7 separate regions of the Mus musculus genome follow, and regions 1, 2, 4, 5, 6 and 7 are each linked to region 3. Evidence: chromatin contacts called from public HiCAR-type and promoter capture Hi-C data. All regions are on one chromosome and are shown on one strand. The core of a region is the stretch at or near the end of the contact, and the rest is flanking DNA. Distances in the headings are between cores, read along the strand shown. Region 1 holds the start of Ldlrad3 (low density lipoprotein receptor class A domain containing 3). Region 2 has its middle 19 kb from the start of Ldlrad3. Region 3 holds the start of Pdhx (pyruvate dehydrogenase complex, component X). Region 4 has its middle 42 kb from the start of Pamr1. Region 5 overlaps 4931422A03Rik (RIKEN cDNA 4931422A03 gene). Region 6 overlaps Ldlrad3 (low density lipoprotein receptor class A domain containing 3). Region 7 holds the start of Pamr1 (peptidase domain containing associated with muscle regeneration 1).

Region 1 (2,793 bases), core at 163-2,662, 890 kb before region 3:
CCCCCTCCCCCCAATCCCCATAACTCCAGACAAACAGAACACAAACCCTCAGTCTTGGTTTTAAAAAAAACCTACAGCAGCCACAGGAGCCTAACCCCTCACTGGAAACTGAGCAAGCCCACAAGACATTTAAATGGAGTCTCAGAGGAGTGGGGATGATGGGGGAGGGGGAGGTCCCGCTGGCCAGTCATTTGAGAGGATGCACAGGACTTGCAACTTCTAGGAAGGGAGGGTTGCTGGACATCTGCAAGGGGTAGCTCAGAAAGGTTTTGACTTCCCTCACAACAAACACAACGCAGCAGCCAAGTTTTCTGGAAGTATTTGGAAAAATCCGACATAAATTAGACGTGTGAATGATACGGCCACAGAGCATGAAATCTTCAGTAAAGAAAGTTCTGTGAGCATCAGCTGCCCAGAAATAAGCATCAGGGGCCAAGGGCGGGCAGAGCTGTGGAGGGGCTGCTGACAGCTGTGGCCAGCGGGCAGAGGCAGAGGGGAAGGGCTCCAAGCTGGAATTCGGAGCGTGCCCACATCAGCAGAAAAGTTCCTGGGAACAGCACTCTGTCTGGGAGGGACCCTGCGGGTCTCAGGATGCACGCGCTCTGAGATGCAGGGACCAACGGCCGTTAGAGGAAGCCCCGGTCCTCTTTTCCTTCCCTGCTCCCTGAAGGTTAAGGCATCTTCGACAGACGACAGAAGTAAAAGATCTGCTCCCAGGATGAACGAATGATTTCCATGTCCATTCCCTACTGCATCTCGCTATTCCCAAACCAGACACGGTCCAGGGAAGAAGAGAAAGGAAGCTGGGATGCAGATGCGGGGAGAGCGTAGATGGGAAACTGAGGCAGAAAAGTGTATGTTAAAGGCTGAGGGAATCCGGGAAGACCCGAAATCAAGAGTGGAGTCCTCTCCTTTCCCTCCTCGGTTCCCAGCACACAGAGCCACACTCGAACTACGCCCAATCCGGGCGGCCGCCCGGCTCTAGGGAGCCGGCGCCGCACAAAGCTCCGCCCGCGCACACACACGACAACAGCACCCGGTGCGCCGGCCCACACAATAGCGCGGCGCGCGCCCCGCCGCGGCCCCTCGCGGGGTCCCGGCCAGCCCGGCGCCGAGGTCCGCCCTTCGCGCACACCCACGCCCGCAGCCCAGGCCCGCGCGCGGAGCAGGGACGATCGAGGCAGCCCCCGCGCCCGGCGCTCGGTGAAGCGCGTCACGCGCCCCCCACTCACCCGCAGTGCTGCTCAGCAGCAGGCACAGCGGCCCCAGCAGCCACATGGCGCGGCCGCCGCTCCGCTGCCCAGCGACGTTGCTGCCCCGCGGCCTCGGTCAGACCCCGCCTCTCGGCGCCGGCCACGCCCTCTCGCCGGCCCAGCCACGCCCCCGCCCTCCCAGGCCAGAGAGCTCAGCCAAGTTCTGCACGCTCACAGTTGAATGTGGCCGCCTGAGCTCTCCTCCACGGTCCAGGTTACAAAGGTCCGGCGGATCCAGTTTTTGCTGCCTCAGGGGTCAAATTGCGAGGAATTCTTAACTGCCCCGGCTCTTCTCTCGGCCGGTTTCCCTTTCTTCCTGCATCCTGCGGGGATGAGAGAGTCACCATCTCCCCAGAGCCTAGATGGAAGAAAAAAGTTTGAAGAACCGGTTCTTAGGAGAAAACTTTTTTTCATTGTTGACAGTGAAATACGACCGTTGCTTCTCAAACTCCAAAATGTATCAGGCAGGCTTGGCGACCCCGTTATAAAGCTCACTTCCACTCAACAGGTCTGCATTTCTAATAAACTGGGGGGGGTGATTCTCAGGATGGTAGTTCCTGGAGCCACTGGAGGAGCAGAGAAGACATTTCATCCTGAGATCTAAGAACACTGAGGAGAGTTTTAAATCCCCAAAACTTTATGCATTTTCCATTGTTTGGGCATTATACACTGTTTTTTAAGGAAAGCCTATTATCATGGAGCTGAGGAAATGACTTAGCAGTTGAGAGCAATTGACCTTCTCTGGTTAGACCTTCAAATGAGCCCCCAGCCCCAGAGGAAGCCATGATTGCCTTAAGTCCATGTGCTCCTCTAAGCTGCATCTAGGTTACTAACCAAAAGACTGAGTGCATTCACTGGGTTATTGCTTTCACCAAAAAGTCTTTTGTTACAAGGCGATAACATTACTATTCATGGCATTACAGCAAACACTGACCAGAACAGCTGAATCTCACTTAGCATCCTCCAGAAAGCTGCAGGAGGATGGCACTAGTCTGCTTCAGGCATGGCACTCTCATGGTCACACTTTACCTTTACAACAACCTCTGAAGACAGACAGTAATGTTTCTGTGACACAAATGAAGTCTCTGAGGCTCAAAAAAAAGAAAAAAAAAAAAAGAAAAGAAAGGAAGGAAGGAAGGGAAAACATTCTCAACAGCCACACATCGTTACTTACCACCGTGAACAAGCCCAGTTCAGAAGACCATAAGACACAGAACTTATCTGCAGCTTCAAAGATGATGTGGCCACTGGATCTGAGCTATGATCATGGAAATGCTCAATAAACAAAAGTTAATTTCAGCGTTTAATACAATTCTACTCCCAGGAAAAGATTTCTGGGTTGCAGCTCCCACTCCCCAAAGCCACTGAGCCTGAGAGTTTTCCCTGCTGGAAATTAAAGTCATTCTTTAGCTGTTGCTGAGTGTGTGTGTGTGTGTGTGTGTGTGTGGTGCATGCATGTGGGTATGTGAGCGTAGTGTGGTGTGCGAGTGTATGTGTGTGAGTGTGTGTGTAAGTATGTGTGTGTGAGAGAATGTGTGTA
Region 2 (3,176 bases), core at 338-2,837, 870 kb before region 3:
TCTGGATCCCCTGGAGCTGAACTCCCAAGTGGTTGTGGGGCGTCTAATATGAGCACTGGGACTCAAACTCAGATCCATGGCAAGAGCATAACGGAACCTTAACCACTAAGCCATCTCTCCAGCCCTTTATTTAACTTTAAAATTTACATTTCAACATATGTGCCACGTGTAGCTAGTTGCTTTCATATTGACAATGACATGTTAGACCCTATGCACTAAGAATTCTAGTGAGGTCAGTACTCATGTTCCAGAAATGCAATATGAAGTATATGTAATGCTCTAGAATTTTAATGTGAATCCCACGTGTAATTTAAGTTTTCCTAGCCTTCCTCACTGAGGTTTTAAAAAAGGGAAGAATTAATTTCAATAATGTTTTTATTATCAATTAGTCAAAGTTTTATTTCAACATGTAATCAATAAAAAATATGAGATAGTTTATGTTTCTTTTTTTCCCTGCCAGCTCTCTCAAGTATGATGGGCACTATATTATAGCAACACATTTCATTTGGGCTAGCTATATTTTAAGCCTTCAATTGCAACAGTTGGCTAGTGGCTAACAATGGGTGATATAACACAGATCAGAGCCAGCCTAGGGCTACCTTCTCTACCTGTTGCCCAGCTTTTAAAGCACTGTAATAAAAAGCACTTGTGTTTAACTAAAGTTTCTAAGTAGAAACCAATAAACACAAAGCCCACTGTGTTCATTTCTATCAGAGTATACATGGTTATGCAAACTATTTTGTGTTTTCTTTCTGAAGGTGTTCCTGGTTCTTTCTCTTTGATTTACATCAATTAACTAATCTCACCAACACATCAATATTTACTGCTCATTATTCAAGAGCTTCTCCATCTTGGAGAAAGGCAGTGTGATTGTGTGTCTTGGAATTCCTGAGCTTAGCACCCAGTAATTTCCATGTCAATAATTTCCATTAGTGTAATGGGACACAATAGAAACTACCTCTGGAATAAGGGTGTGTAATGAAGAAAGCAATCATAGAGAATCGTTTAGCAGCAAAGTAGATAACCAATAAGCCAATGATCTGATCAATGGGTGTTAGATACACTAAGAGCAGAAGATGGTCCTAAAATATCCATTAGCAGAAACACTAACAAATAAATTACCTAATCATAATCAATAGAGCTGGTTGCGGATGACCTCGAAAGATGCATAAGCGATGAAGAAAATTTGCATACCTCCACTGGATTGCCTTTTAGAGTTTACAAACCGTTCCCCCCACCCCCAAAGAGGCCCCCTCACCAGTCCCCTTTGACACCTTTTCTATATCAGTTTGTTGCCTCATTCTTTCCAGGTAATGAGAAACAGAGAAAAGCAGTCCTGTAGGTTTTCTGTCTCTCCTGGGCGCACCTTGCAGAAACATGCTCAATATTTGCTAATGGCTTTGGAAGAGAGAGCTGTGAAGGTGCAGCCTGGGCTTTTCCCAGGCGGAATGCAAGAGGAGATCTGAGAGGGAGGGAGGAGACATGGGTGGGTGGGAGGTGAGGGTACCCGGTGTTAGGATCAGAACGATGCCTTTAAGCTCCAAAGGGAAAGGCTCTTGTTCAGTCTGTCAGCCTGGCTCGGGTGGGGCGGTGCTGGTGGAGCGGGGAAAGTGATTTCTGTGGTCTGCGTTCTGCAGGCTTTCTGATCAGATTCGTTCCTTCCCCCCTTTAGTGCCGTTTATGTCCTTTGATTTCACACACCACATAAGCATTTACACATTACGAAGTTAGCCGACTGGGAGAAGACAGGATAACGATCTTACTATTATGTATTATTTAACTGGTATTAAGCTTTCATTGGCTTCTCTGGAAGGAGCAAGATTTTGCTTTGCTTAGGAAAGCGATCATGAGCTGGCTGCACACGAGCTGTCTTCCATTGTAAAAACCTGGCCCTGTCTTCAAAGGGCTTGGCTGAGGATAGAGACAGAGACATTCTGAACCCCTTTAATGTCCCCTCTTCCTTCCCTTGTCACTCTGTGGCTGGGAAGGAGACAGAGGCATTGACTAAAGCCCAGAGTATGTCAGGTTAACAATACCTAATTGTATTGACATTTGTTTTTACAAAGGCCTGGTTAGCACCCCTCAAAGGGCATTATTTTGAATACCAAGAACAGGAGACCCCTATACTCACTCTAGTTATAAAATCCTGAAATGCAAGCGTTTCAAGAGAAAGTAACTTTTGATGCTGTTTGTTTGTAACAAGGTAATTAACTAAGGATGTTGAGCCAGGGCTACTGTTTAAGGTCCTCTAACCACAGTGCTTGTATTACTGGGTGTTAGCATCAAGCTCCCAAGGAGACCAATGAAAGCCAGCATCCTCATCAATTCTAAACTTGTACCAATGTATGGGAAAAACCCTTTAGGTGTGCACACCGAGAAGTAAGCAACAAATCCACTCTTTGTAAGAAAAAGTTATGAGATAAATATTCATATAAAAGTTGGTGCTCACGGCTGGTATTTTTAAAAAGTAAAATTATAACCCATAAAAATGCAAAATGTACAAGATGTCAAGAGTTTATTCAACTTAACTTAATGAGGGAGCCAGCAATGTTCTGAAGGTTCAAGGTGAATTCAAAGAGCAAATACGTGCACAGGCGAGCAATCAGGAGCACGGACAGCAGCTTCCTCTCACAGAGGCAAAGTCCTTCAGAGGAGAGTCAGGCAGGGGATTCCTAAAGTTCATTTAAATGTGATGGAGACATCTGTCCCCCAGGGTACTGCTCTACAGGATTTCTTCCCTGGTGTATGGCCTCACTTCTGAGACAATGGATCTCATTGTCGTGATTAGGTGACAGAAGAGGGCACAGGTGAAGGGATTTTAGCAGCTGTAATTAAATCTTTGAGACAGGGTAATCAAAAAAGGAGCTTATCTCAAATAGGTCTGAGCTAATCAAGCAAACCCTTAAAGAGAGAGATTTGGAATAGAAAAGCTGCCACTGGCCTCGGAGAAACAGGTTGGTAAAAGTGGAGGGGGAGGGGAAACTGAAGAGATGGCTCAGCAGCTGCTCCTGCAGAGGACCAGAGTGCTTCCAGCATGGCTTCAGGTGACTGTGACTCAAAACCGCCTATCACTCCAGTTCCAGGGAATCCCCTTCTGGATGCCATGGACCCCTACACTCATATATACACATACCCCCACATACACACACACACACACACACACACACACACACACA
Region 3 (3,041 bases), core at 43-2,542:
CCATTAAACTCACAACAGTATAAGGTGCAGATTCCTGAGTCAGAGTTTCTGCTAAGTGTAGGCAAGTTCAGTTTTAACAAATGAGGACCAGGCAGAGAAAATATTATATACTATACAGTTAAAGACAATATCCAGGAAGTATTTATTAAACATTACTCCAAAAATGACTTAGGTAAATTGTCCCTATTAGCCCCTCTTTAGAAATCTCAGCACACGGATTTTATTGTTTTTCTTTTTCTTTTTTTTTGTTTTGTTTTGTGGCCTCAGACAGCTCAGAAAGTGTGGGCTAGGCCTACTGTACCAGGTGGTGGTAAGAATGATTACTTAAATGTCTAATGGTTTCTAAAACTGTTTTCTGTGCCCCCATCCTAACCCCCAGCCCATATTCATACACGTAAGGAAGAATAATGCCAGGTCTGCCATTTTATATGCTGTATGTTAAATAACGGAAGGACAGTGGGTATATCTCCGAGTTCAATATCACTGCTTAAGAACAATTTTATGTAATAGGCTGTATGAATTTCATGCCACATATTTTACTTGAAACATTCTAGCAATGTCTGTGATTCTGTATTTTCTAAGTTAAGTCTTGTATGCTGCATACATTAAGTGCAGTAAGATTTAAAGTTTTCCAATAGGGACAGGTCCTTTGAATGAATCAGTATGGGTAATAGTGGCTTTGAATGTATGGGCAGCTATATTACATTAGAGAGGAATGGTAAAATTAAAGAAATTTGACATGTGATTGATAAGGGTCTAAAATAGAGGGATTTAAAACAGACCCTCCCTAGGTGACATCGAAATTTCTCAAATTCTAAAGCAAGGTCACAGAGAAGCCATGTAGCCCTGAAGGCAGGCCAAGGACGGAACCATGCTCTCCCAAGTCTGAAGACAGTTCTTTTGCCGCATGCCATAGGCTAAGTCAGCAGGCCCGTTTCTGGGGGAGGTTGAAAGGAACAGGAAGAGTCCGCACTTAACCTCACAAACCGTGTCCCCAATCAAGAAAGCCCCTGACCCAGGCCCCATTGCTCAGCTAAAGAGAGAAGTGGAGCGAGCGCAAGCCACTCACCCTGCAGCAGCTGAGTACTGTGAAACCACCTCCAACTTGCTCCACGGTCGACAGGCCAAGCAGCAGCACCCTGAGCCAGTCCCAGGCTTCGACGGCTGCTAAATCCCAGAAGGTACCGAAGCAGCGGCTGGTTACAGTGAAGCCTCCAGGAGGCCGCCATCTTCCCGGCTTTCTCCGGGAAAGCTCGCAAGTCAACTAGATTGGCGGCCTCAAGGCCCGTCCAGGCCCCGCCTTGCATGGGCTGGCCCCGCCCACAGCGCACGCTCCCCGCCTTGGACTGGAGGACTAGTCCTTCTAACACCGCCTCCAACCTTCACGGGCACGCCCACCGGCCGGTTTGCGCCGCCGCAGATTCTCCAAAGGGACGAGGTCCCCCTCAGACTCCGCCTCTCACTCTTGCTCCGCCCCCAGGCTGCCCGCTCTGTCGCCTAATAGCGTTCTGCCGGCCGCTCAGACTTGGAACGAGCGCGGGACAGATAACGGAGCAGAGTCAGAACCATGTCTGGCTGTCAAGCTCAAGGAGACTGTTGCTCGCGGCCGTGTGGCGCGCAGGTAAGGACGGCGGTCTACAGCAGGCGAGGTGGGGTCACGGGCCGCGGGGTGGGGCTTCGGCCAGGAGCTCTAGGCGGCTAATTCCTAACCCAGTCCGCGAAAGTCAGAGGCCCCTCTGTGCTAGTAGGACTGCTCTACCGGAATTGTCAGGCACCCCAAAGGGCACTCTTTTGGGCAGTTGTCCTTGCCTATCTTACTTGACGTTATGAGGTGGGAGCTCTTGGAAATGATTCTTCTTTAAGGAAAATGGGCCCTGGGGCAACATGGGTTTTCTTTCAGTTAAACAGGACGCAGGCTTATGAAATGCCTTCTAGTGCTAAGAAAATGGTGAACTAGCGAACTAGAAGAATAAACAGCTTCGATACTAACTGATAAGCCCTGCAGAAGACTCAGGGGAAGTCCACAAAATTATATCTTTACTAACCTTTCGTCTAGCCAAGGGGTCTCAATTTAAAATAAAACAGGAAATATTTAATGCAGAGCATCTGAACTATTATTGTCTTGGAATAAGTGGCTTTTCACAAATTCTTTATAAACCTTGAAATTAGGCACGACTGAAAGGGAGATTTTGCATATAGGACACAGGTCCCTGGTGGCCATCCCTATATATGGAGAACGAGGAAAGTAGAAGCAATGTATCAGAATCAAGGTGCATTGATAGCAGACATGTTTGTCATCCCTTATTAGTAAATCTTGGTGACGGTCATCATAGAAATACAGATTTTTTTTTCATACTAAGTGTTGTGCCAGATCAGCAAAATAACCTGTGATTCAAGAGCTGTGATTGAATTTATCAAGACAGAAAATAGCCACATACAAAAAAGAAGCTGAAGATGTTTTTCAAGTATAGAAGGAGAAGTGGGTGGTTTCAGATGGTGATTTGTCAAAGACTTTTGAATACCTAGCATTTTAGATTGGCCCATATTTTGAGGAAACCACAAAGAAAACTCTAGGACCACCATATACCTCAACTAGAGATCTCATTACATGTCTCTAGCCTCTTCTTGCTGTTTGGAGGTATAGACGCAGTGTCAAATTCTGCTTTTTTGAGGGACACTTAGAAAGTCATATTCTGTGTGAAATTTCCTGATTCAAAAATGTTGGCTTGAGTTCTAAGTGTTGTGCAGATCAAATAAACGACTTTGGTCTGTGTTGGGGGGTGGGGGGTCACTATTGCTGTGGTGAAACACCATGACCAAAGAAAGCAACTTGGGGAGGAAAGGGTTTATGTTGCTTCTACTTCTACTTCACTGCTCATCATAGAAGGAAGTCCGGACAGGAGTACAGGCGAGCAGGAACCTGGAGGCAGGAACTGATACAGATGCATAGAGGGGTGCTGCTTACTGGCTTGCTCCCTCTGGCTTGCTCAGCCTGAACTCAGGACCACCAGTTCAGGGTGGCACCACTTACAACGAGCAGA
Region 4 (2,938 bases), core at 274-2,773, 570 kb before region 3:
CAATCACCACCTCCTTGAGTTGCATTTCATTGTGAACTTCAGTAACCATAATTAAGCGTGCCGTTTCTCTTGCTAACCTGGTGTCATTAGCTTAATTTATGCATTCTGTTATCTTGTATTCCTCATACTGGAGAGTAAACCCAGGGCTCTATACATGCCAGGTAGCACAGCACCTACTAAGCTATATCCCCAAGTAATTTACAGGCTTCTAAGTACTGAAGCTAAGAGGATAAAGACCCCCCACCCCAAACTCCTCACATGGAGAGTTTCAGGCATTCACTGTGCTCTAAAGAGACTTCCTGGGACCTACAGCAGTCACTTGAAGCTGTAAGGAGCTTCTCAGAGAAGTCTGATGTTTAAGAATACTGGATCCAGACTAGGAAGAGCATAGCTTTCCTATGCTTCTGGAAAGATCTTTGAATCTTTCTTTCCCCTAGACAGGGTTTCTCTGTGCAGCGCTGGCTGTCCTGAAACTTGCTGGGAGTAAAGGCATGTGCCACCAGGACCTATCAAGGTCTTTGAATCTTAAAGGACACTGATTGATTAGTGATATCTACCAAACACAATAGGATGAGGGGTGGAATTAGGATGTCGGTAGGTGTTTACCAAAGCCGCATGTAGCTGTCCTCCTATAACTCTTTAAAGTATCAATAGTGTTTTTCTTCATGCTTTCTTTCTCTTCTGAGCCCTCCCTCTTGGTAATTTTTAGCAAACCATTCCTCTTGAGTCACATATCTTCTTTGAGTTCAAGAACAGATGCTGAAGAACCAAGAGTCTCTGTCAGCATCTGCCCAGTGGGCTTTGCCTCTTGGCTTATCTTGTTTTTCCATTCTTTTTCTTCAGAGTTCTGGAAAAAAGCTTGAGGGTGATTCATTTGCCCTGTGCTCCAACTTGAAAACAAAAGAATCTCTAGCATGAGCAATAAAAGAAGATTGTTGGCACGTGATGTTATTACATTCCTTTTCGTTCTCATTCACAGCCGTCCTTTTGAAGCACTTTCTAGCGCTGAATCCCCATGCTGCTTGGCATTTGGGGGAACAAGAATAGGACAGACAGAATGCCTGGTCTTTGAGAAGTCAACCAGGAGCACTAGATTTCATCAGGCAACTAGGAGTGTTAAGTGCTATGATGGGGTGCGAAGAGAGTGTAAAGAGGGAAGAGGCACAATTGTCTGCAGGGGATGATGGAGAGTTTTCTGAAGTGTTAATCCTGTCTTTGCCCCTGTGGGTTTGTTAACTTAATAAACTTATAATTACAGAGAATGTTCTATGTGCCAAGTTCTGATCCAGACATGTGTGCTGCAGGGGTGAACTAAACAAAGATCCCTGCTCTCAGGGAGTGTGCATGGTAATAGAGGGACCAGATGGGAAATACTGAGGCAGCAGGCAAGGATCACCACGTCAGATTTATTAGCTGGTAAACTGGGGTGGGGGAATGTGGTTTGGCTGGTGCTGTGATGGCTTCTCCCTTCTCTTTCTACCATCTGCAGGCAAGGTGGACACTCCTTGTTCCATCCTGCTCAGGCCAGTTAGAAAGCAGGTCCTGGGCCCTGACTCATGTGTGCTTTCCCCCTAACTTCAGTGTATGTAAACCACTCCCAATGAAGGGAAGAGTGTAGGAACTGTACTGGGTCAAGATGCAAAGAGTGGTTCTGTCTCAGAGCCAGGAGCAGGCGTGTGAGGCTCTACTTCATTTAGATCAGGAAAGAGTTCAGAGAGTTAGGTGAGGAACTGTCCTCTGGACAAAGAGAGCGAGACTGGGTTTCAGACCAAGGAGAAGTAGGCATCAAAGCATAGATTATGCATAGAAAGCCCTGGTAGTGTTAACATTTTACCTCCTTAAAGGACAAGATTACAGTTTAGTTTACAGATCTTAATTGATTTATTTATCTATTTTTAATTCTGGAGCTGGGCATCCATTTCATTCCATGGAGTAGAGTATGTGTTCTTGTAGGCTTAGATTTTTCAATCCTATTTTTAATATGGGTTCTTAAATGCTTTAACCTCCCTTCTAGCCCATCACCCACCAGAGGTAATGGAAAAGAAAGGTTATTAGGATATGGGGGAAATGGACCTGTTTAGAAATTGTTCTTTGGAGCAAATCCTATCTGCATTGTCAGGAAATCAGCAGTTCAGTTCACAGGAATCAGCAGCAGCAGCTTGATCCACTCTCAAGTACTTCATGAATGAACAGTTTAGTTCAGTAGTGTCAGAATAGCAAACATGCATCAGCACCTAGCAGAAACAGCCAAGCCTCAGCCTAATCACCATGAGTCGGCGATCAGGAGAAGTTCTCTTCTGTGCCTTTCTGTGTAGATCAGCCAAGATGCAGAACCAAGAAGAGTGGCAAAGCTAGCTATACAAGCCTCTGTCACTGTCCATTGAATCCTAATTATATTCCCTCCAAACATCATGTGTCCTCCCAGGTCTTACCTCACCATGTGTCTAGGCTCAGCAAGCGAGTCTGTCTTCGCAAAACTTCACATGCGTCTGTATCAGTTGACATCACTCTGCCAAGCAGCCTGAGCGTAAGAAAGCGGCAAGAAGCTGCCTTACTAGTTCTTTGGGGAGTTTCTCTCTGTGGAGTCACAGCAAACAGACCTCAGCTAGGCAATGTAAGGTGAACCAATACATGTGTGTTGTTAGCGAAGACTCCTTTATCGCATGTTCTTTCTTGTGTTTGCTTTAGCAAACATCCTTTCATCTGTCTGTGTCCACTTCAGGAAAACACTCCTTCACATGTATGCCCCAGCAAAACACCCTCTGATACAAGTGACTTGCCAAAGAACCCGTAAGTTTCCATTTCATGTTCCAGTGAGCTGACCAGAGGAAGCAGGTTTTATAGGGACTCTTGAAAGAGCAAAATACAGAGGATGACTGGTCATTTTGGAGTCATTTTTCTTGTGAGCTGGAGACAAGGAGATGAGAGCAGAAAGGCA
Region 5 (2,787 bases), core at 121-2,620, 920 kb after region 3:
TTTGACCAACCACAGACCAAAAGCCTATTTTCTAAAACCCTGACTCTGTGTAGATTGGTTCAGTAGTTAAGAGCATTTGCTGTTCTTGCAGAGGACCTGGGTTCCAGTTCCCAACACCCAGATGATAGCTCACAACCATCAGGGACTCTAGGTCCAGGGGAGCCAATGCCCTCTTCTGGCCTCCAAGTGCACTACACACAAATGGCACACCTATATGTAGGCAAAACATCCATATACATAAAAATAAACACATCAAACCTGTATCTATACTGATCATGCACAGACCTTTTCCTGTAATTGGCTCTAGTAGAGTACAATAACTCTTCATATAGTTTCACATGAAGTAACCTAGAGATGATTTATACAGGAAACTGTAGAAGTTATATGCAAACACTATGCTATGTATGCCGTTTTACATAAAGTGCTTAAACATTCACAGATTTTGGAATGTGAGTGGAGCTGTAAAGCCAATCCCCAACAGATACCTATGCATTTACTTATTGTTATTGTTGTTACTATATACATGGTCACATCCTAAGAATTATCAGGTTAAAGAAAAGTCAAATGCTAAATTTACTCAGATCATTTTAAAGGACAGTGGTGTTTGGAGGAAAGAGAGTAGAGACACAGAGCTAAGTTGTTACCCCAAATAACGGGAGCGAAGAACTGGGGACCTGGAAGAGCGTTTCTGTTTCCAAATGGAGGGCAGGAGAGCCAGAAAAACAAAGTCAAGGTGGAACTAACACTCGGTACCTGTCCAAGGCTTTCCAGCTCTCAGCCCTGGGTACAAAGACTTAAAATAATAAAGCGCTTCAGAACGACTCAACACCCCAGGAGCTAGAGCACTCTGTCTGGGCAAATAATAAACTCAGAATCTGCTTATCAGCCCCACCAATGGAAATGACAGCCGGCAAGGCAAAAATGCCTCTCGATTCTCAGGATAACAGAACCGGCTCACAGGATCTTCGGTTATTACTGATGGAATCCTCCCAGCTATTACACCTCGGAAGAATATTAAGGCGTGCAGCCAGTGAAGACAGATCTAAAGGAGGGGGGTGTGAGGACTTCAGCCCCGTACAATACCGCCGATATTCAAATTGTGCTCTCCTGAGCTGTGTCTAATATCAGCATCATTTTTTAAAAAACAGACATATCAGTTGCAGTCAAGGTTTTTATTTTACTTGCCCCATTCTTCACTGCCTGGATGGGGAGGGGGGGGGAGGATAGGGGAAAAAAAGAATCACCGGCTACATTACTTTTTAATTTAATGCCCTTGAGTAAGGGCAATCGCAGTCAGGCATGATGGGGACCGCTGGAGAGTGGTTGCGAAGGTCCCCGTGTGTGAGTACGGGTTGCAGCAGCCATGTCCGCATCATTTTCTCCAGGTAAAGCTTGCTTCCCATTGTCATGGCATCTCTGCATCCTACTATTTGAATTCCAGACACATCGACAGCACACTGAAGGGCCCCTGCCAATTTTTGCAGCTTGCTTGGAAAAGAGCATCAGGAAGCCAGCATTAGTCATTTATACGACTCCCAGGTCCCTGTTGTAAATTCAGCTTGCGGGCCTGCCTCCAGGTGAGGCCCTGTGGCTTCGCTCTCTAATCTTGTAACCCTTTGTGGCCAGTTTCTTCCCATAAACGTGTGTTCCAAATCTTGGTTCAGGTTGTCTACCTATCTGAATCTTTTTCTTTTTTAGGCTAGAATCCCTCTGCCACGAAAATTCTAGACACAGACAGAATCCAACTCTTTGTCCTCAACCAGACAGGAGCGGTCTGCACAGCCGCTCCTCCTGTATTTTCATGCAGATGAAATCCGGTGAAATTTGACAATGGTCCTCCCACAGCAGGCAGCAGAGGGTAGCCCATCTCATTTAAATACGAGATTTTCAAGGTGCTTTCCTTTCCTCTAGTTCTCCCTCGTCTTTCTGCTTCTTGTTTCCTTCCCATCCTTTCTTCTTGTTAAAAAAAATTTTTTTTTTTAAATTTTTGTTCTGTCTTTGTGTTTTCTTTTGTTAGGGACAGAGGCACAGGTCTCACACTCACTAGCCAAGGCTGGCCTTGAACTCCTGATCTTCCTGTATCCAGGAGAAATTTTTGAAGAATTGTTTTTACGGGTTTAGGAAGATTTGCACAACATAAATGGGGGAAAATGCATATGCAAATTTTAACATATTATATTATACTTATGTATACACATGCACATATACATATTTAACTAGAAGAAAATGTAGCAGAGCGGTGATTATTCTGTTTCTTCTTTACCATCTTATTTAGTTTCTAAAACAAGCAGGTGTCAAGCATTCGTAAGAAAAAAATGCTATTTATAAAAATAAGTTTTATCAGGGATGTTTTTAGACAAAAAAAAAAAAAAAGATTGTTCTAAAAAGCTTTATTATCTGGTCAGCCCAGATTCTCATAAAACCAGAGGGAGGCTCCCGGATACCCACTGGCCCCTGGGCAGCAGAGCTGTCCCCAGAGGCAGCCTCTGGAAGCCTGGGGTTCTAGGTTAGAGAGTTTGGTCCTGCAGAAGCGGAAAAGCCTCACTCACCCATCCGGATTCTCTGTTATGGATCCAGCTGTCCAGAGAGCACACACAGGCATGGAAAAGAAAGACAAAGAAAAAAGGAAGAATTAATTCCTTAACTGGCCAAGTGAGAAGGAGAGAAACGTGATCCCGAACTGTTACAGACCCCGGGTGAGCTTCCTGCCCAGTCATCCCAGGCCCCAAAGACCGGTTCCTTTCCCCACAGGTCTTAGTGGCCGCTCTTCCTGTATCTGCGCAGCCA
Region 6 (2,992 bases), core at 248-2,747, 950 kb before region 3:
AGCTTCTGCTTACAATCTTACATATGCTTTCACGTCCTTGCATCACTTCATGAGGAAAATTATGTGGGAATGGTGTTCCTGTTTCGGGGAGCTACTGAGCCACTGGGATAAGGTCTCATGTCCACCCTCCAGAGGCCCTGCAGCTCCTCTTGATACAATCCACAAGTTGAACCCTGTGCCACACCAGAGCCTTGCTTTGTCCTTCCTCTGGCTCTGTGAACAGCCCCTGAGACGCCAAGTACTACAGGCCTTCCTCTGCGGAAGATCTACTGTCTACCAAAGCACTTGGATGTGGCAGGACTTTAATAGCCCCCTCCCTTTTTTCTTTTAAGTTCTTAGAAGAATCCCCTGCCCATTTTATAGATGAAGGAGCAGACTGAAGACAAGACTCACCCAAGGTCACACAGCTAGAAAGAGTCAGATAGTTAATACTTCAGTCTTGCTGGCCAGGAATCTAGGCTAAGTTATTGGATAGGTACCTATCTAAGAAAGAGAATAGTATCTCATACATCTTTCACTGATACATTTTTTAAATCTTCAAAATCATTAAGAGTAACTTTCTATATTCCAGGTCTACCACAGAGAGGAGTGGGGTAGGGGGTAATGAACTTCTTGTGTAAGCAAAAGTCAACGCTTATAATTGTCTGCCCTTTGCATCTTTCTAAGGATTGAAGCCTGTAGATCAGGAAGCATCAGACGACAGGTAATGGGCACGTACAACCACTTATCAACCTACAACTGTGCCATCTGTCCACCCCACCACACTCACCTCACGAGAAAGAGACTGCTATTTACCTAACGGTTCCCTGGCCCCAGAGAATCTCGTCTCTTCTGCTGCCCTGTGTCTGTAGCAACAATCAAGTACCAGGCATCCATAGACACCCACAAACGGCTGCTGACCGCAGTATGGGGACAGAAGAACCTGCTGACTCCTACAGACATTTATTTCCAGTTCTGACATAAATTCATCTGACCTGCCTTGAACTTCAATTTTGCTTTGCCATATGTCATACAGTGGATCAATGACTGGCGGGACCTGCAGAAGGAAGCTTTTCTAAATTCCCAGGGAGAGAGGCACAGAGTGAATAGCTTGAACCCATTTCCTATTGTTCTCTTTCTCTGGCTTACCCAAGTCCTCACCAGGTGGGCTGCACAGAGGGTGCTGCAAGAGCCCAGTGCAATGAGCCCCACCCCAAAGTACAATGTGCCCCACCCCAAACCTTTTCCTTAGGCAGCTTGCAGCAGCAGCAACAGAAGTAGGGGTCAGTGAAGCTGAGCTGAAGGTCAGGAGAGGGGGCAGTTTTCTGACCAACTGCATCAGGCTGGTGATAAGCGAGGCTTATGATAAAGCTAATCATCTCTTCCCTCCGGCACAGAAGCAGGCGGAGGTCAAGAGGAAGGGCTGTATTTCAGCCCCTAGTTTATCCCCATGCACCCAGAGATCAGGGCAGCCACCTCCACAGTCTCTGTGATCCATTCCACAACAGACCATCTGCTCCCCCTCCCCCTCCCCCTGCACCCTCCCAAACTGCAGGCAAAGCTGTAACATAACAATGCCAGCCAGGGAATGAGCCAGAAAAGCAAAATGACCTTCATTCTGGCCCCAAAGCACATCTTGATGATGAAGGATTTCTCAACTAAGACTCAAAACAAGCACAGGCCAGAAAGGAAAAGGCAGTTGAATACAACTGCATTAAAATGTGAAGTTCCAGGTCATTGGGTAAATTCTATAAACATGGTTCAGACACTCCATCCACTGGGAAAGATACAAAGTGGGGATATGTAGAATTTTCTTGCAAAACTGCATGTGAGAACACAAAGGATGCTGTGGCCCTGGGAGGGGTGGGGGCAGGGCTGGACAAAGCATCCACAGCAGGTGTTCCTACTGAGGAAGGGGTGCTAAGTTATTGTAATCACCTAGTGACTAACAAGGAAGCTCCCATCCACAACCATCGGGCTTGCAAAAATCTAGAGCCTGGCATTCTGGAGTGGCAAGAAGTGGAACACCAGGACCCCAGGCATGGCACAGGCATGGGGACTCTGAAGAACGCCTGGTAGCAACTCGGAAGGTCCAAGATGAACCCCCTAGACTGCAGAAAATGATGCACAGGACACAGGGTGACACAAGAGGCACAAAACTGGAGCTATCAAGATAGCTAATAAGTTCAGGGAGGAAAAAAAAACTATCCTATAACTCTGATGACCTGAGTCCAATCCCTTGAAACTACATTTAAAAATAAATAAATAAAAGGGCTAAAATCCAGCTGTGGTCGTTCCCAAGAACAGACGTGGCTGGACGCTCGCATAGGCAGAACAGCAGAAACACAGAAGATCTTGGATTACACTGAAGGGGAAGGGCATAGTCTACTCCAAGAGTTGTGCCTGCTCAAGCTCTGCGCTCTCTCTCGCTCTCTCTCTCTCTCTCTCTCTCTCCCTCTCACACACACACACACACACACACACACACACACACACACACACACCCCACCACCACCACCACCACCACCACCACCACCACCACCACCACCACCACCACCACATGTTCACCAGAGGGAGAACAGAGAGAAGCACAATCTTTTCCCACAGTGCACAAGCATCCAGGGCTTTCGTGGAATGAACTGGGGTGAAGTGAATTTGCATGGATAAATCTGAGAAACTTAACAGGAAGTAAGAAAGCAAATTGCAGAACATCGCCCATACTAACTCAGAAAGTAGCACTTTAAGGGGACATGGGTGTGAAGGATGACTACCCTGGTCAAGGTCATGGTCACCTCTGGCAGGCAGGGTCAGGGGCACAGGTGGGCACAGGTGGACAAGCACCAGAACCCAGGGGAAGCAGGGGGTGAGCGAATAGATTGCTAGGCATTTTTCTTGGTAACTTTCTGTGTGCTTTAAAAACATTTCATGAATAAAATTAATTATAAAAAAAAATGAAAGCTACACTAACATTTGAGGAAACCTACACAAGATAAATTGTATCAATGAGGATGAT
Region 7 (3,035 bases), core at 489-2,988, 520 kb before region 3:
TTGGGATTTTACTTTTCGAAATCATCAAAGCACCCCAAAACCTAGAGGATAAAATTTAGAAACCCTGTCACACTCACATTATGTTCTTGCTCATTGCCAAACTCCACACAATTCTCTTCAATGGGTTCTCTCCCACTCTTTCTTTCAATTACTTACCATCACTCAATTTGTATATGTGCATCCATCTATCTATCTATCTATCTATCTATCTATCTATCTATCTATCTATCTACCTATCTATCACTTATCAGTCCACAAGTATGTATCTGTCATATGTCACTTAACTGTGTGCCATCCATCCATCCATCCATCCATCCATCCATCCATCCATCATCTACCTAAACAATTTAAAGTGCATTTTGTTGGTTAACTTTGCCATACATACTTTGAGCAAAATGAATAAGTACAATTTAGAGACTAATTCATATATATGCATTGTTTCTCAAGGGCACTGGTCAGGTTCAACCTTCTTTCTAGAAAGTTCTCATTATTCTCCTCCGTGGATGGAGATATTACTTTTCTCACTAGCCCTGAAGAATCATCCACGCCTCATAACTTTGAGTTTTAATCTAACATCACAAACTAATATTGGCACATCCCAAAGTCCCAGGTCTAAATTAGACTCAAGTATATTATGCTTTGCCATTCGTAGCTCAGTGATTTCATGCAAGTGACTTAAAATCTGAATCTTTTTGATTCCAGAATTTATAGAAAACGCTACCGATTGTACGTCTTGACTAATGGTTAAACTTACTTTTATGTGGGTATCACCTTTGAAGCTGTACACCATAGTGATTAGGACTACCGTCTGTGGATCTGATAATCATAGGCTCAAACCTCAGAGCTGTGCCCCTCACTTGTGTGACCTTAGACTCTCAAGGACTCCTTTTCCCTGTTTGTGGAATAGAGACACTCGGGTCCTGCCTGTATGCTCTTGGGGAGTATCTTGTGCTGCCCCACCATCATGAACTCAGATCAGGATTTCCCAGTAGCCTGTGTGTGCAGTTGCTCAGAGCAGAAAAGGGGAAAGAAAGCGCTTGGAGGTAGAGCAGTGTTGAGAGGGGAGTGCAGGTGGGTTTACTCTATCCTCCCATCGCCTGTTGGGGGAGGGCATACTCGGCCTTATATGGAGGTGGGTGGCAATTTTTAGGAGTATCTCCTTCTATGGATTTCAGGAAATAAACTCTGGTCCTAGTGCTTGAACAGTAAACAGCTCTGTCATTCTGTTGGGCCCCAGGCCACTCTTCTAATCTGTCTCTGTCTGCCTAATTTAGGTGACCACAACCAATACCTGCCCCAGCCCCCCATTCCAGCCTTCCATGCCACCTTTCTCAGCCTCTTCCATAAGCCTCTCATCTCAGGTTCTAGTACCATCCTGCCCTCTCAGCCTCCCATCCCAGTGCCATGCTAGCCTCCTAGCCCAGCCTCCAATCCTCCTTTCTCCTCTCAGCTTTCTAGCTCAGGTGCGGGATGTTTGAATGAGCATCCTCCCTAGCCTCCTCTGAGAGGTCCCGCAGCCATTCCTACTTCTGGTCCCAGTCAGTGCTGCCTGCCACACATCTCTACCTTCACTATCAACAAAGGTTGATCACGGAAGTCCAGCGAGAAGGAGCGGGCTCTGGTATCCCGCTGTCCCCCGTAGATCGCTGTGCACTGGCCTCCAGGCGTGGTCACGACTCCCCGGGCCTCTCAAGGGTTAAGAGGAAAGCTTTGGGCTGACGTCGCTCTGGCCGAAGGTGGTTCCCCTAGCTGAGGGTGGGAGAGCCCGGCGGGCTGAAACCCGAGCTCTGTTTCAGCTGGAGCTTGGGGAGGTCCCGGCAAGAGCAGAGCCCGCTGCCCTGTTCTCGCCTAGGCATCCCTCCAGTCACTCCCCTCCAGTCACTCGGTACCGACACAGCAACGGGAAACGATGGAGCTAGACAGATGGGCGCAGTTGGGGCTGGTGTTCCTGCAGCTCCTTCTCATCTCATCGTTGCCAAGAGGTACTGTTAGTGACCAGGAGCCCTTTGCGGGGTCTGATGGGGAGCTGGACAGGTTGGGGTTGTTCCAGCGATAATCTGGGGTTTCTGGCTGGGAGCTGGATGCTCCCGTTGTCCGCTTTAAGAACAGGATGATATTCCTAATTGTGGGACTAAACTATGTCTAAGCTAAAGAAGAGAGCTCTTGTGCTATCTATCTATCTATCTATCTATCTATCTATCTATCTATCTATCTATCTATCTATCTATCTATCTTTTTTTTTAAAGGACCACATTCCCCTGGGAAGCCCATTCCCTGTGAGTTACTGGCTCTGATTTGCAAAGTCAAAGTTTCCTGGGAAAGTAGTCCCGCAGGGTTGAAGAACAGGGATTGGGTGGGCGTTTCTCCAATGAACCCTGCTTGATAAAGCTGTAAGGTGGGAACTCTTTAAAGCAGACCCCCAGTACAGGAGCTCTGCTCGCTCAGAAAATAGCACACATCCTGGGGAAACTTAGAAGAAATGGGCAGTCTGTTTCTGGGTGTACAGCGTTTGTTTTGAAAGAGTCCTGGCTCCTTTGTTTCCCACATGTCGCGTATTTGTCACCCACAGTTCATAGGGGATGGGCTCCTACGGGCACAAGAGAGATTGGGACATGACAGCACTTTAGGCATCCTCTTGACAGATTGCAGAGCCAAAGCCAGGCAATGACAGGTCTCAAAAGAGGATCTTAGTAGGCAGGGAGCAGGGACTTCTGTCTGTGTCTGTGTGTCTGTCTGTCTTGGGTGGCGGCAAGGGTGAGGTGTGAGGTGAATGAAGCCCTGCTGACGGGTTGGGGTGCAAGGAGGTGAAGCTAGAGGCTACAGGTGTGAGGTGTGGAGCGGGAGAGGTGAGGTGAAAGCAGAGAAGGTAACCTCCCAGATGAGCAAGCACAGCTGCGATTTGCCTGAGAGGGGTGACTTTGCTTAGGAGAAGGCAATCCCTTCCTGTAGCCTTTCTGTACTGGCTGGCAGTACCCTGTGTTTTGTACAAAAGGAGGGGTCTTTGCTCTAGCAGGTGGGTGGCAAGTGCCCAAGAA

Evidence for each region. Promoter capture Hi-C pulls out the DNA fragments that hold promoters and counts their contacts. HiCAR-type assays count read pairs that join an accessible place to other places.
Region 1: a contact with region 3 is called in a HiCAR-type map of astrocytes, with 2.3 times the contacts expected there. The contact joins the promoter of Ldlrad3 here to the promoter of Pdhx in region 3. A contact is called at or near these places in 14 of 39 promoter capture datasets (the 3T3-L1 cell line, 3T3-L1-derived adipocytes, the HPC-7 cell line and 9 more), 1 of 484 Hi-C or Micro-C datasets (palatal mesenchyme) and 2 of 115 datasets of contacts at active chromatin or transcription factors (astrocytes and fibro-adipogenic progenitors).
Region 2: a contact with region 3 is called in a promoter capture Hi-C map of hippocampal neurons, with 2.6 times the contacts expected there. The contact joins the enhancer-like site here to the promoter of Pdhx in region 3. A contact is called at or near these places in 14 of 39 promoter capture datasets (the 3T3-L1 cell line, 3T3-L1-derived adipocytes, the HPC-7 cell line and 9 more) and 1 of 9 other capture datasets (adipose tissue).
Region 4: a contact with region 3 is called in a promoter capture Hi-C map of hippocampal neurons, with 2.6 times the contacts expected there. The contact joins the enhancer-like site here to the promoter of Pdhx in region 3. A contact is called at or near these places in 5 of 39 promoter capture datasets (the 3T3-L1 cell line, hippocampal neurons, maxillary cranial neural crest and 1 more).
Region 5: a promoter capture Hi-C map of embryonic stem cells shows a contact between it and region 3, with 3 times the contacts expected there. The contact joins the enhancer-like site here to the promoter of Pdhx in region 3. A contact is called at or near these places in 3 of 39 promoter capture datasets (embryonic stem cells, liver and stem cell-derived epiblast-like cells), 1 of 115 datasets of contacts at active chromatin or transcription factors (embryonic stem cells) and 1 of 9 other capture datasets (adipose tissue).
Region 6: a contact with region 3 is called in a promoter capture Hi-C map of embryonic stem cells, with 2.1 times the contacts expected there. The contact joins the enhancer-like site here to the promoter of Pdhx in region 3. A contact is called at or near these places in 3 of 39 promoter capture datasets (the HPC-7 cell line, embryonic stem cells and maxillary cranial neural crest) and 1 of 115 datasets of contacts at active chromatin or transcription factors (astrocytes).
Region 7: a contact with region 3 is called in a promoter capture Hi-C map of hippocampal neurons, with 5 times the contacts expected there. The contact joins the promoter of Pamr1 here to the promoter of Pdhx in region 3. A contact is called at or near these places in 9 of 39 promoter capture datasets (the 3T3-L1 cell line, cranial neural crest, embryonic stem cells and 5 more), 2 of 115 datasets of contacts at active chromatin or transcription factors (neural tube and pancreatic cancer cells) and 3 of 9 other capture datasets (adipose tissue, embryonic stem cells and liver).

What each region holds. Positions count from the first base shown.
Region 1 is chr2:102,185,048-102,187,840 of GRCm38.p6, forward strand. It overlaps Ldlrad3 (low density lipoprotein receptor class A domain containing 3), which reads right to left and starts at 1,413. Exons shown (of 6, transcript NM_178886.3): 1 at 1,233-1,413. The coding sequence starts at 1,278.
Region 2 is chr2:102,204,299-102,207,474 of GRCm38.p6, forward strand. No RefSeq gene overlaps it. Among named protein-coding and RNA genes, the nearest start is that of Ldlrad3, 19 kb to the left of the region's middle. Within about 2 kb of position 1,588, at least 20 of the 459 cell types and tissues checked have an H3K27ac peak or open chromatin away from gene starts, as enhancers often do. A contact at or near this core is called in hippocampal neurons, where this site is marked.
Region 3 is chr2:103,072,221-103,075,261 of GRCm38.p6, forward strand. It overlaps Pdhx (pyruvate dehydrogenase complex, component X), which reads right to left and starts at 1,293. Exons shown (of 11, transcript NM_175094.5): 1 at 1,070-1,293. The coding sequence starts at 1,229. It overlaps Apip (APAF1 interacting protein), which reads left to right and starts at 1,455. Exons shown (of 7, transcript NM_019735.4): 1 at 1,455-1,621. The coding sequence starts at 1,568.
Region 4 is chr2:102,506,933-102,509,870 of GRCm38.p6, forward strand. No RefSeq gene overlaps it. Among named protein-coding and RNA genes, the nearest start is that of Pamr1, 42 kb to the right of the region's middle. Within about 2 kb of position 1,524, at least 27 of the 459 cell types and tissues checked have an H3K27ac peak or open chromatin away from gene starts, as enhancers often do. A contact at or near this core is called in hippocampal neurons, where this site is marked.
Region 5 is chr2:103,991,336-103,994,122 of GRCm38.p6, forward strand. It overlaps 4931422A03Rik (RIKEN cDNA 4931422A03 gene), which reads right to left. Exons shown (of 5, transcript NM_175161.3): 4 at 2,550-2,577; 5 at 1,160-1,488. The coding sequence ends at 1,260. Among named protein-coding and RNA genes, the nearest start is that of Gm38515, 12 kb to the left of the region's middle. Within about 2 kb of position 1,371, at least 15 of the 459 cell types and tissues checked have an H3K27ac peak or open chromatin away from gene starts, as enhancers often do. A contact at or near this core is called in embryonic stem cells, where this site is marked.
Region 6 is chr2:102,120,469-102,123,460 of GRCm38.p6, forward strand. All of the region lies in intron 1 of Ldlrad3 (low density lipoprotein receptor class A domain containing 3), which reads right to left. Among named protein-coding and RNA genes, the nearest start is that of Ldlrad3, 64 kb to the right of the region's middle. Within about 2 kb of position 1,498, at least 22 of the 459 cell types and tissues checked have an H3K27ac peak or open chromatin away from gene starts, as enhancers often do. A contact at or near this core is called in embryonic stem cells, where this site is marked.
Region 7 is chr2:102,548,283-102,551,317 of GRCm38.p6, forward strand. It overlaps Pamr1 (peptidase domain containing associated with muscle regeneration 1), which reads left to right and starts at 1,739. Exons shown (of 11, transcript NM_173749.4): 1 at 1,739-1,982. The coding sequence starts at 1,910.